Regions from separate parts of the Mus musculus genome. Here all the other regions are linked to region 3. The links are chromatin contacts, called in public HiChIP or PLAC-seq maps. All regions are on one chromosome and are shown on one strand. The core of a region is the stretch at or near the end of the contact, and the rest is flanking DNA. Distances in the headings are between cores, read along the strand shown. Region 1 overlaps Mical3 (microtubule associated monooxygenase, calponin and LIM domain containing 3). Region 2 overlaps Mical3 (microtubule associated monooxygenase, calponin and LIM domain containing 3). Region 3 holds the start of Bcl2l13 (BCL2-like 13 (apoptosis facilitator)).

Region 1 (4,149 bases), core at 569-3,068, 94 kb after region 3:
GGACCGCTGTGGTCCTGGGAAAAGCAGCCAGTCTACATCTGTTTGGAAGATCCCTCAGACTGGTGAGTGGTGCTGGCCCCTTGAATCAGCCCGATACCAGACTCCGAAGGAAATGGTGACCTTGAAGCCTGGGGGCTGACCAGGGATGTTTGGATATGGATGGCCTGACTTAGCTGCTGGCGAGGTAAGGTCCATCGGACTTGAGATGACTTCTATTTATTTCTTTGTCCTTTTTGATTTTGACGGAGGTTCTCAAGTCATCCAAGCTGACCTCACATTTGCTTACGTACCCAAGAATGAACTTCCTTCAACTTCTGGTCCTCCTGCCTCTCACCCTTCCAAGTACCGGGCGAGGTGTGGGCCATCACGCCTGGGTTTCTGAAGCACTCGGCTTTGTGCAAGACTGACCGGCACTCTACTTTTTAAGCTGTGCCTGTTTAAATCATCCAGAACACGCACACGCGTGATTTCAGTGTTTCAGAGATTCGTACTGAACATTATTTACTTTGGTTTGGCTGCGTGCTTGTGTGCACACCACATACATGCCTGGGGCCCTTGGAAGCCAGGAAGAGGATGCCAGATTCCCTGGAACTGGAGTTCCAGATGGTTGTGAGCTGCCATGATGTGCATGCTGGAAATCACACTTAGGTCCTCTGCAAGAGCAAGCAAGTTATTTCTATTACTTTAAACTGTGTGTGATATATCTGTGTGTGGGGTGTGTGCACCTGAATGCAGTGCCCTTTCCAGCCAGGATCCAGTATTTTTAGATTAACCCCCCAAATTTCTATATAAGAACTGTGTAACTTCAGGCTGGAGAGATGGTTTGGTAGTGAAGAGCACTTGCTTTTACAGAAGACCCAAATTAAGTTCCCAGCCTATGGCAGGCAGCTCACAACTCCAGCTGCAGCTCCAGTTTCAGGGGCCTCTGACCTCTCTAGTTACTGCTGGCACCTGTACTGACGTTCATAGACCCACAGACACACATATACACAACATTTAAAACAAAATAAATATTTTTCTTTTTTTTTTTAAAGAGTTGTGGAATTTACACTGTGTGTGTGTGTGTGTGTGTGTGTGTGTGTGTGTGTAATAGAAACTTCTCAAGTCTTCCACACGTCTCCTGTCCTTCTCATCTCCTCCCTCAACCTCTGTAGAACATTCGATACCTCGCATGGGCAGTAAGGTGCTCACAGCAGAGGGCTGTCTCTTACTGGGGGAGGTTTGCCTACTCACCAATGATAGGGATCAGTCTCTATAACAGAGCCAATAACCAGTCTGGGAGACCAGACAGAGGGAGCCTGGAAATGGATCTCTGAATTAAAAATACCACCTTGCTGTGAAATCTATTTTATAAGAGGAAGAATGGGCTGGGGCTCCCTAGGTTAGTGTTTTATGGCCTTCTGTTGGAGGCCTCTGTAGAGAAAAACCCTTTCTGAACTTCAAAGACCCTCCAGAGGACAGCCACTTGCTGTTGTTACCTCTCCTGGGTCAGGAGGGAGGTGGCCCCCACTGTTCTCAGGCTTCTGTGGCTCCTGACAGAAAAGATGCTCCCATAACACTCTCCAGAGCCCAAGCCCCCTTGTCTGGAAGCTTCTCCTGAGCCTCTATACTTACATGCTCCCCCAAACCTTTCCTCTCCAGCAAGGAACAAGTGTGTGTGTGTGGGGGGGGGAGGCAGTTGGCATCTGTGTGCTCAGTCCCACCTCTATACAGCTGGGGGGCCACATCCCCATGGTCTGAGGCTGGCCTAGGCCTGAGCAGTATCCTTACCACACACCCTCTCACACAGGCACATAGCCATTCTTCTCTCCGCTTTTCTGACAGGAGTCAGCTGGGCTGGCTGAGGCCAGGAGTGGTGGTTTCTCAGGAGCCTGTTTCTGACTGCCTGCTTAAAACTACCGTTTCCTGCCACCTGGGAATGAAAGTGTACCCAAGAGCCACACCTGCTCCTCAGCCTTATCTCCTGTGAAACCCTCTGGGGCCAGGGTGGTGGTGGTGGTGATGGTGGTGGGGAACCCCGGAGTACAGTAAGTCCCTCCAAGGCTGGCTACTTCTAGTCCCCCTACTTTATCATCTCCCATTATGCATGGGCCCCTGACCAGTGGACTTTCTCTCTGGAACAGCTGGTGATCCAGCTGTGGTGACTGTGACGGTCCTCTGGGCCACATAACTGCCATTTTGGGGAATTCAGTTTCACCCCCTTGTAAAAGATCATCCCAGCTAGGTTTGTCATGGAGGGGTGGGAAGAGTCCCGCAGTACTCAGTTGTGGCCTACTACTTGTTATACACAACTCTGTCTTCCTTATACATACTGGGCCTCGGGGCAGGGCTGGTTATACAGGGAGGGTGAAGACAGGGGAGAGAGGCTCTATCTATGTGGCTACAGGGAAGCCCTCATCTCTGCTGGGCAAAGTCTTTCCAGGTGAAGTGTTTCTGTGGGGAGAGCCCACACCCTGATAAGTAACCTCTACTCTGTAGGGAAGCCCAATAAACATTGCTCTCCCAGAATGACCTTTGCTGGAACCATGCCTTGGTTTGCCATTGGGACCTTAAGAATTTCAGCAACACCAGTCTGTTTTTTAAAGATAGGGTCCTGGAACTCACAACGTAGACCATGCAGGCCTCCAACTCACAGCGATCTAGCTGCCTCTGCCTCCTAAGTACTGAGATTGAAGGCGTGTGCCGCCATCCACCCCACAGTAGCACCTGTCTTAAGAAACTGGCTCTGGTTGCCTTGGCCATTACTCAGTGTTTCTTATTAAGCAGGGCTGCTATGGAGAATTCTCAAGTCCCAGCTACTGACGGCTAAGTCAGGATAACACAGGGGATTCAAAAAAATCACAAACCAAATGAAAAGCTCTATTCTCTGAGAATCCTTGTCTGCATACACTCACTGATAATCACCAAATGATTTGTGTTCAGTATCACTCACCTGAAAGGAAGGTGCTAAGTATGCCTTAGCTCAATGCCAAGAGCAGAACAATGACTTCAGAAATACATTTTTCATTTCTTTAAAAAAAAAACCGAAACAAAACAAAACTTTATTGCGCATAAACCAGCCATTCCCTCTTGTGGGTCATGTTACCATCTTTCAAAAGAAAAAAATTTTTAAATGTGGTACTGGGGGTTGAACCGTGGGTCTTATGCATGCTGAACACACATTCTACCACTGAGCTATAGTCCCAGCGCCCCCAAGATTTGTTGCCCCCACCTCTACTCTCCTGTCCCAGTGACATATGTCTTATTTTTTAAAGTCTACATCTGCTGGTCAAAATTACGTTAAGGATGGCTGTTGGAGGCAGAGATATCAACTGAGCAGGGTCAGAACCTGGGTTGGCCACGCTCTTCTTTGGGAGCCACGGGCTGCCTTCTGCTTGCGCTCCAGGGACAGAGGTTAGAGCCTCATGTACTGTCCTTAGCCTTGAGTTTGGGTTTACTCAAAAGCACTCTAGCACTGTATGTGTGGATGAAGTGTATACATCCCTCTCTTCCCTGCCTTCAAGTGAAGACATAATTCCTGGGAAGAACGCATGACCAGAGCTGTATGCATTTCCAGAGGTGGAGAACACTTCGCGTCTCGTTCCCGGGCCACTGAAATCAACTGCAAACTAGTGGTTACAAACTGGTAGCCTAAAAAAAAAAGTGCTCTGTGGGATTCTGAAGTCCTCGTGTCGTCACGACTGGAGAACTGCGGGACGTCTCCCAAGGCTGGTGGATTTCTGAGGCCCTCCTGCGAAGTGTTCTGCCCACTTTCACTGGAAGCAGCGTGTGCTTTGGAGAGATCAACACGTCATGGCTGACCAGGACAGAGGTGGAAGGGAACATCTGGTGCAGAGCTCTGAGAGGCAGCTAGAGATGCAGCGTGCCCCTGCATCCTTCTTGAGTCGCTCGGGAAATGGTTTCCTTGTTCTGGGTTAGCAGGAATGACAGGGCTGAGCTGCGTGGGATTGCCGCCGGTGGCACTGCAGAGGAGGACAGGGTCAAGGAGAAGGCCACACAGGCGATGAAGGTCCTGTCCAAAGTCCAGTTTGATTGGCAGATTGTGGTTGAAAATAGAATCCAGAACATCCTCCTCTGATGGAATAAAAATAGCGATGCCGCCATATCAGAGTCCAGGAAGTGATGACGTCAGCGCTGTGGCGGTTGCTA
Region 2 (4,375 bases), core at 35-2,534, 120 kb after region 3:
GGACCTGCACAGGATACCACATGCATGCTGGCTGGGCACACACTTGCTGCTTTTAGCTCTGAGCACGGGCATCATGCCTGCTCAGTTCCTCTCCCCTGCATAGCCGACTGTGAGTTAAGTCGTCATGCAGAACGGGCCAGTTTAAAAAGGTAAAGTACAGATGTGGTCCCCAGGGTCCTACACTGACACACTTCAAGAGCCATGCCGACACCTGTCTGCAAGGGATCCACAGCAGCCCCTTATTAATGCACTCCCTGCTGCGACTGGTGCCAACCTGGCAGTGGCAGTGACAGGGAAGACAAGCATGACACACTCTGGGTCACCTGGGAAAGTAGGGTCAAGAGCATGGCTCGCTGGCAATGGAACTGTGTCAGGGCTACCAAGCAGGATAAGGGGGCTCGTAGAGGGCAGGACAGACCCTAGTGGGCCTCAGTGGTGAAGGAGTAGTTGGGCAGGCTGCTCATAAGAACCAGATGGAAGCAAAAGGAAGTTACTTCTTGTTGTCAGGGCTTTAGATGGCTAGGAAAACCTAGATTGGGCTGGAGAGATAAGCCTGTTCGTAAAATACATGTTTTGCAAGCATGAAGACTTGAGAGTGAGCTATAAACCCCGTATAAAAAGCCAGGCTTGGTGGGGTGTGCCTGTAATCTTACAGCTAGGGAGGAGGTGGAAACAGGTGGATCCTGACCCCCAAGATTTGCTGTCCAGACAGCCAGTCTAGCCTACATGGTGAACTCTTTATCATACATACATACATACATACATACATACATACATACATACATACATACAAACAAGTAGACAGACACATGAGGAGTGACACTCAAGGTTGTTCTTTTAGCTTCTCACATGCATGTTAAATGCATGTGCTTGCACACACATGAATAGAAACATATAACCCCTAAATAATTTGATTTTGTATAATAAACATTTGAGTAAAATCAAGGTTTTGGTTTTCATTGTGCACGTGTCGCTATGGAAACTAAACCCAGGCACTTGTTTTCTCAAGTGCTGACTCAGGCCTTGGGTCTGTGAAACAGGAAGAAGCCTGGCTTCCTCCTATACCACACTGTGGCCAGAGGCTTCCTTCTCCAGGCAAGCTAAAGCCCAGATTCCTAAAACAGCAAGCCCGTGGAGATCTTATGTGACAGGTGGACTCCACAGGGACAAGATGACTCCTTGTGGTCACAGGGAATGCTGAAGACAAGCAGGACCAGGGCAGTGGCAAATGTGGGCCCCTTGCTCCTGATTCTTCTAATTTTGAGGGGTTTCAAACCCAGCAACACTGAAGGATGAAGCCAGTGGTGCCAGAACACCCTTTACCTCGACTTCCAGATGGTACAGTACCATGTGAGCCTGAGGGCACAGTCTTTACATAGCACCTTCTTTCACTGAGTTGTTTAGAGGTCAGAGACCCAGTCTCTAGAAGCTCCAGCATGGATTTCCTCCTCCACAGGAGAGACACATCTTCCCAATAGTCACAGGAGTGTCACCTACTAGCAACCTGACATCCATTTGACGATGGCATTTAAAAAATACGTATTGTGCTTGCATTCACCACTAGATGTCACAGAGGTTGCAAACCATTCTCTACAGTTTTGTGGATGCATTGTCTTGGCCTGTCCCCCACTGAGGTTCCATGTTTGCTCCCCTCTCCCTCCTTTTGTTTTCTTGAGACAGGATCTTGCTTGTATATATCCCCAGAACTCACTAGGTAGCCCAGGCTGGCCCTGAACTTGTGCAATCCTGCCTCTGCCTCCAGACTGTTAGGGTCGCATGGAGTCACCACACCCAGTAGGTTCCATATTTTAATACCCTGTCCTGCCCTCGTTCAGTGAGATACAACGCCATCCTAAGAGGCATGTTTGCCACTGCCTCTGGTCCTCAGCATTCCCTATGTGACCACCAAGGAATGATCCTGTCCCCGTGGAATACACCCAGTACATAAGGCGTCCAGGCCCTTGCTGTTCTAGGAATCTGTGACTGGCTTGTTCACACTGCTAGGAAATAAGTTCCTCTGCTCTTCCTGGCTATGGTCACTGGGTGGTTATACCAGCATGATGGATCCTGCATAGCCAACTGGGAGCATCTGGCACTCCCCACTGTGGTAAGATGATTCATTACCTCATGGAGAAGCAGTGTGACCTGACCACAAAGGCACACAGAGATAGAAGATTTGACCACTGTGACTGACACAAACTGTCTTCACATGAGCACACTCACCATGGAAGCAAAGGGGACTTTGGGCCACACGATCCTTTACTCGGGCTCCTTCAGGCTTCCTAAGACAGTACCTGAGCCCAGTATAGGGATGGGCTTTGAACCTCATGTGCATGCACACACCCCACCTTTGTGCCAATGTCACTCACTGCCTGGAAGACCTCAGCAGGCACACCCAGTAGCAACACAGTGCACTGAGTCCCCATAAAGAGCACACAGTCCCAGTCCTACACTTGGAGTCCTGATGCAACAAACGAGGCCTGGGTGCAGGCGATGGAAGACGAGAGGTCTGTGGTTCTTGGTGACTAGGACAGCAGATAAAGAGCTATCATTATGCCCAGGGAGACGAGACAGATGAATGGAGAACAAGATAAGAATGAACTAATTTTTTCTAGTCTGTTGAGTTAAAAGAGGAACCGAGTCAGGCTGGAGGATGGGGCTGTAACAGGAAGACACCATCTCAGTGAAACACACACATATTAGGTGCAGAACTACCACAGCCTGCCCTGGTTGGTTTACAGTTCGAGGCTGTTGGCCGAGGGGGTGACTTAAGGCCAAGCCTTGAGAAGCCATGTCAAAAAGGTACATGAGGGGGTTGGTCCCTGAGAGACTGCCCATGCCCCAGTGGATAACCCATACACAAAACTTCTGATTAATGCTGCTTCAGGGTCAATTCTTAAACAAAGTTCTACTTAACAAATTGCCAGAGAGTGAGCATCACCAGGCCTTCCCCTGATGGAGCCACCTGGCCTACCCCCTCCATGCCTAGTGCCGTGTCCATACTTGCATGACTCAAGTAGTACTCCAAGTAGTACTCAGCTCTTCTCCCATTGGCCCTGACAGACTCTGCTCATGGTGTAAACGTTCAGGGAAGGCTGCTAACTGACAGTGTACCCTGGCTTCTTCAGACCGAGGCAATACCCCCAGCTGCTGATTTCAAAGGCCAGAGAAACCTCTCTGTGGTTTTTGCTGTTGACTGTGGGCTGGCACAGCACTCCAAAGTCTGCCTGCTATGAGACCAGAGAGAGCACTGGCTCCTCACCCTGGCTTCAGACTGCCATTCACAGCCTGCTATCCTACCAGAGAATGAATGGATGCTTCCCCACCCTCTCTCTGAAGGGGACTGGGCCCACCCACCTCTCGCTTGGACTTCTGGGAAGACCTCTCAAGGATGTCATCACTGGACAGGTCTGAGTCCTCTGAGAAACTCAGCTGGCGGCGGAGCTGCAGCTCTGTTGGGTGAAGGAAATCCAGGTGAAGATGGCAGCCTGTAACCCCATGAACCCATATTGCAGGAAGTCAGCCACGGGTGGGTCTCTAAAAGATCCTCTTAAGGAAATAGGAGATTATCCCCAAAGGTGATGGGCCTAACACCAAATAAATGACACCCTAGACACCTGCTCAAGACCCCTTGGCAGGACTCTCTGCTCCACTCAAAATCAGGCTCATGTATGGGGACATGCGACTCTGAGAGGATTACCAACGGGAGTCCACCCTACTGGGTCCCAAGTTGGTATCTGCCTCGGTTCATGCAGTGGATCAGGCTGAGTTGGGTGTGGCTTGTTCCCTCTCCTAAGAACCCCTGTGGGAGCAGCCCAGGAAAGTGGATCTTTGTGAGCTGACTGTCCAGGGAGGCACTCCTCACAACCGTCCTGTGAGCATCCTTTGGCCATCCTTACCTGCTCTCACCATTGGAGACGCCCTGCGCTGGCCGGAGTCCACCGTGGCGCCACTGGACGGCGTGCTGGAACACGATTTCTCGTCGCTCTTTTTCTTCTTGTCCTTCTTGTACCCAGAGAAGACAGATTTCCACAGGGACTTGGGCTTGGCTACCACATCTTCTGGGAGGCCTGGGCTGGGTTTCTCGGGGGGCCGGGCTTCCCCTTTGGTTTTCTTCTCTTTCTTATTCCTGCGGGGGGAGAAGAGCGACGACCTCTTTTTGCTCTTTCCACTGGAGCCCTCAGATGAGGTGACGGAGCCATCGGGGCCTCCTGAGTCTGACGGAGGGGAGAGGATCTCTTCGCTGGTGGCTTCATGCTTCAGGGTGGGCTCCTGGGTGCCTCGGAGGCTTGGGTGTCTGGTGGACTCGGATCCTAGTTCCTTGCCCTGCGATTGTGCCGTGTGGGACCTGGAGGACACCATCTCCATGGCCTGC
Region 3 (4,295 bases), core at 416-2,915:
AGCAACACACAGGCATACTAGCTTATACCCGAGGCCTCAGCACTCAGGAGGCAGAGGCAGGATGAGATTCCAGGTCATTCTAGGATAAAGAGCAAGTTTGAGGTCAGTATGGAACACTGTCCCAAAAAACCAAGAGCATATAATTAAGTGAAATTCAAGATATTTGTAATTGTGCCACCATTATCATTGTGAATTTTAAACATTTCTATTACCTCCTAAACTTAGCTACTGGTCATCACTTCCTTTCAGTTTGTATTGATTGTTTTGCTTTGAAATGTGTGTGTATGGGAGGTGGGGTTAGGCAGTGTGGTCAGAGAAATCTACTTGCTAGCGATGGTTTTCTTCTTCTACCATGTGTGTTCCAGAGATCCAGCTCAGATCATTAGGCTTACAGTAAGCACTTTTGCAACCTGAGCCATATCAATGGTCCCCAGTCAGTTTTGTAATCAATCTTTTATTATTTTTTTTAAAGATAAGATTCACTATGTAGCCAGACTCCAATTTATCCTCCTGCTTCAGCCTTCAGAGTGTTGGGATTACCAGCCTGTACAAGCAACTGGACACATTTATCATTTCTGATCTGACTGATTGCAACCGCCTTCAACCGCCTTCTAACTCCTAATCTTCTGTGCTGTTTGTGTTACTTTGTCACTTCATTTCAGTAACACAGGCTGAAACTCAAGCTGGCTAATGCAGGGTGTTTATCTTGCCTAGATATCTTGACCTTTTTACACGATCTAAAAAGCTCTTGCTGAACAACTAGATAATCGGGTTATACACAGCCTTCATGGTTTAAGTAAATCTATTTTTCTTTTTCTTTTTTTTTAAGATTTATTCATTATTATATGTAACCACATTGTCACTGTCTTCAGACACACCAGAAGAGGGTATCAGTTCTCATTACAGATGGTCGTGAACCTACCATGTGGTTTCTGGGATTTGAACTCAGGACCTCTGGAAGAGCAGTCAGTGCTCTTAACCACTGAGCCAACTCTCCAGCCCCAATCTATTTCTTTTTCTTTCTGGTTGATAAGCATTCAGTTTATCTTGGACCACAGGTTGGACATGCTTTTGTAGAGTCAAGAAACAAACATAAGAAACTATAGTCCAGGCAGCTTGCCAGGCAGTGCGAGTAAAAAATGGATTACTACTATAAGACTCTTTTTATCACCATGGTGCCCGGATCCTGAGTTGTCTCAACCTAGTCATTCCACCCTGCCTTTAAATTGCTTTCCTAACTTTCAGGACAATCTCCTGGCAGCCCTAGGAAGTGCAGTCTTGACCAGTAACCTGAGGGCTTTAGTACTCCAGGAACGCAAAAGTCTGCAGAACTCTGCTTCTGCTATGCCACCAGCTTCTTGTCCCACACAGGGGTGAGCAGGCGTGCGGTGGTGTCTACCTCATCACCCTTCGCCCTAACTAGCACCGGAAATGACTGGGTGAAGATACTTATGAAGTCCAGAATCGAGGATTTAAGCGGCTCCTGGAAAGAGAGGCACAGGACAGCTTCGTACACAGGTCACGCCTGCGCAAACTGACCAGCAGGTGTCAGTGACCCTGCTTCGTTTCCAGTTGACCGAGCCGCTGGCTTCCGGCTTGGCATTACGCCCGGGCCCCGCCCCTACGCCGCCGTGACGTAGGCGCGCCAGGGTGACCTCACCGTCCAACATGGCGGCGGCGGTAGATTAGGTTCGCGGGTCGAAGCAGCCACTGTCGCTCCTGCACCCCGTGGGAAGCCCCTGCTGCCGCCGCCGCCGTCTCCTTCGTCCCTTGTGGGGCAGGGCTGGAGCCAGGTGAGGGGAGTGGGATTCTGGGGCGGCCCTGGTGGCTGGTGGAGCGGTTTCCATCCGCTGAGGAAGGGGTCTTGGAGACCACCGAGCTGACCACGGTGCTGCCCAGGGCGCGGGAGAGACCGGGCCTGAGGGAGGAGGACCGTGCTGCTCCGCCGCGGCGTCTCGGAACTTCTGAGGGGCTGTTTGGGGTGAATCCGACCTGTCCAGTGCGCCCCCACGCCGGGCGGCTTTTGAACCGGCTGTGTGGCTGCCTGAGGCTCTGGAACTCACCCTTGCTCTACATTCTGTTCTTCACCCAGATCTCGGCTTTGGGAAGCAGGGTCTGTTTTGGGGGGCAGACTAGGAAGCGTGAATTCTCGCTTGGAGGAGGGAAGCGTGTGCCATTCACTTAGACCGATTATAGATTAGCTTCGCTAGTGGTGTCCTGTCACAGTGTGAAGGCTTGTTTCTCAGTCTCAGCGCTGGCTGCGTTTTGACACCCATTCACGGTCCCACGCCACCCCCCCCCACCCCCAAGACAAAACAAAACAGACTAGGTCTTCTTACCACACGAAGGCGATGCCTTTCACAGTGATTCGGGGTTTTTTGTTTTTCTCTTTTTAAAATCCCTCCTCACATTTTCGCGGCATCCTGCATTTCTTGCCTTTACATTATAGTCCTGTGAAGGAGGTAGCCTAGGCTAAGTTGAGGATTTTACTTAGGGGTAAAAATTGAAGCGATCTGCCCAGAAATTCACATGCTTTTGACTGATAGTTCGGCTAAACAGTTCGCCATTCCCACACACAAGTGTTTATCTAAGAGGTCTGTTTTACTCTGTGTTTAAAAGTTTTGAACCATGCTGACAGGCCCCTCTGTCTGATATTTAAAAAAAAAGTTTTTGCAAAATTTCCAATATTCCCCTTGGAGGCTTGGTATAAACCAGACTGTTGATGCTCTCTGCCCTAACTTGTGTGACCTTAGATGTATTGCCACACCCTTGAAATACCTTTCTTCCATTTTGTTTTAACACATAAAGAGTTAGGCAAGTGTGTGGGTAGTGAATCACTTACATTTCACATACACAGTTGGATAAATGTGTCCTGGATGATTATAACAGCGAATTGAAAACATTTATACAGTTTTTCTACAAAGTCTCTTGGCTCTGGATGATCAGGCACTATTCTAAACTATTTTTTTTTTTTTTAGTCCTTAAAATAACATTTGTTTTGTTTTGGTTTTTGAACTGTATCCTAAATTGGCCTTGAACTCAAATCCTGCCTTTTCTGTTTTGTTGTTGTTGTTGTTGTTGTTTTTTGTTTTTTTGTGGAGACAGGGTTTCTCTGTCCTGGAACTCACTTTGTAGGCCAGGCTGGCCTCGAACTCAGAAATCCGCCTGCCTTTGCCTCCCAAGTGCTGGGATTAAAGGCATGTGCCACCACTGCCTGGTAGATCCTACCTTTTCTTCCTCCCCTGAATGGAGATCCAGGAGTACCCAGCCATGACTGTCACTTTAAAATGTTAAATTTTACTATTATTGTGGGTGTAATTGTTTGTTTGGATACACATGTGTGTAGGGCGTTAGGCAACTTTGTTTCATTTGGGGGGAGGCGGGGCACAGGGTCTCTGTGTAGTCCTGGTTGTCCTAGAGTTTCCTATGTGGACCAGGATTGTCTCAAACTCATAGCTGTCCACCTGACTCTTCCTTTGAGGGCCTGTGTCACCATGCATGGCCAGAGGGCAACTTTGGGAGTCAGTTTTTTCTTTCCATCTTTACATGGGCTCTAGGATTAAACTCAAGCTGCTTTCACCCACTGAAGCATTTTTTTTAAAGATTTATTTATTATTATATCTAAGTACACTGTAGGTGACTTCAGACACACCAGAAGAGGGCATCAGATCTCATTATGGATGGTTGTGAGCCACCATGTGGTTGCTGGGATTTGAACTCAGGACCTTTGCAAGAGCAGTTGGTGCTCTTAACCACTGAGCCGTCTAGGTTAGCCTTGAGCCTACAGTCAGCCTCCCTAATGCTAGGATTCCAGAGGGGAACTACCACATCTATCTGAAATGACCTGTGTCTATGTTCAGGGGTGTACCCTGGAAATTGAATTTAGCCAAATAACATGAAAGGTTAAATCTACCCATCTTTTAACTTTTTTTTTTTTTTTTTTTTTGGTTTTTCGAGACAGGGTTTCTCTGTGTAGCCCTGGCTGTCCTGGAACTCACTTTGTAGACCAGGCTGGCCCTGAACTCAGAAATCCGCCTGCCTCTGCCTCCCAAGTGCTGGGATTAAAGGCGTGCGCCACCACGCCCGGCTTAACATATTTTTACTTGGCAAATGTATACAGTTATATAGTATATTTTTGTCATTTTTACCCCTGCTTCCCCGTTAACCTCTCCCATTATCTCATTGTCTTCACCTTCAATTTGTAAAAGGAAATGGTGAAGCTGCGCACTCTGTAGATCTAACATAGGGGAGGCTGGGTAAGATGGCAGGGAGATCATCTGGGCTAGAGGGGAGAC

The links. HiChIP or PLAC-seq counts read pairs in DNA pulled down with a chosen protein or histone mark.
Region 1: a BATF HiChIP or PLAC-seq map of CD8 T cells shows a contact between it and region 3, with 6 read pairs. The contact joins the enhancer-like site here to the promoter of Bcl2l13 in region 3. A contact is called at or near these places in 1 of 39 promoter capture datasets (macrophages), 1 of 484 Hi-C or Micro-C datasets (neutrophils), 6 of 115 datasets of contacts at active chromatin or transcription factors (CD8 T cells, the SCID.adh cell line, double positive thymocytes and 2 more) and 3 of 9 other capture datasets (adipose tissue, macrophages and pancreatic islet).
Region 2: an HNF4G HiChIP or PLAC-seq map of pancreatic cancer cells shows a contact between it and region 3. The contact joins the enhancer-like site here to the promoter of Bcl2l13 in region 3. A contact is called at or near these places in 1 of 39 promoter capture datasets (macrophages), 1 of 15 datasets of contacts at CTCF or cohesin (the G1E-ER4 cell line), 6 of 484 Hi-C or Micro-C datasets (the G1E-ER4 cell line, embryonic fibroblasts, granulocytes and 2 more), 4 of 115 datasets of contacts at active chromatin or transcription factors (bone marrow-derived macrophages, embryonic stem cells, microglia and 1 more) and 4 of 9 other capture datasets (adipose tissue, embryonic stem cells, liver and 1 more).

Annotation. Positions count from the first base shown.
Region 1 is chr6:120,928,708-120,932,856 of GRCm38.p6, forward strand. Mical3 (microtubule associated monooxygenase, calponin and LIM domain containing 3) reads right to left here. Exons shown (of 32, transcript NM_001270475.1): 32 at 2,839-4,149. Among named protein-coding and RNA genes, the nearest start is that of Bid, 14 kb to the left of the region's middle. Within about 2 kb of position 1,819, at least 42 of the 459 cell types and tissues checked have an H3K27ac peak or open chromatin away from gene starts, as enhancers often do. A contact at or near this core is called in CD8 T cells, the SCID.adh cell line, double positive thymocytes and 1 more, where this site is marked.
Region 2 is chr6:120,954,342-120,958,716 of GRCm38.p6, forward strand. Mical3 (microtubule associated monooxygenase, calponin and LIM domain containing 3) reads right to left here. Exons shown (of 32, transcript NM_001270475.1): 26 at 3,900-4,375; 27 at 3,358-3,452. Among named protein-coding and RNA genes, the nearest start is that of Gm43915, 2.3 kb to the right of the region's middle. Within about 2 kb of position 1,285, at least 77 of the 459 cell types and tissues checked have an H3K27ac peak or open chromatin away from gene starts, as enhancers often do. A contact at or near this core is called in the G1E-ER4 cell line, bone marrow-derived macrophages, microglia and 1 more, where this site is marked.
Region 3 is chr6:120,834,565-120,838,859 of GRCm38.p6, forward strand. Bcl2l13 (BCL2-like 13 (apoptosis facilitator)) reads left to right here and starts at 1,666. Exons shown (of 7, transcript NM_153516.2): 1 at 1,666-1,793. It overlaps Gm38889 (a long non-coding RNA gene), which reads right to left and starts at 1,630. Exons shown (of 3, transcript XR_869411.3): 1 at 1,540-1,630.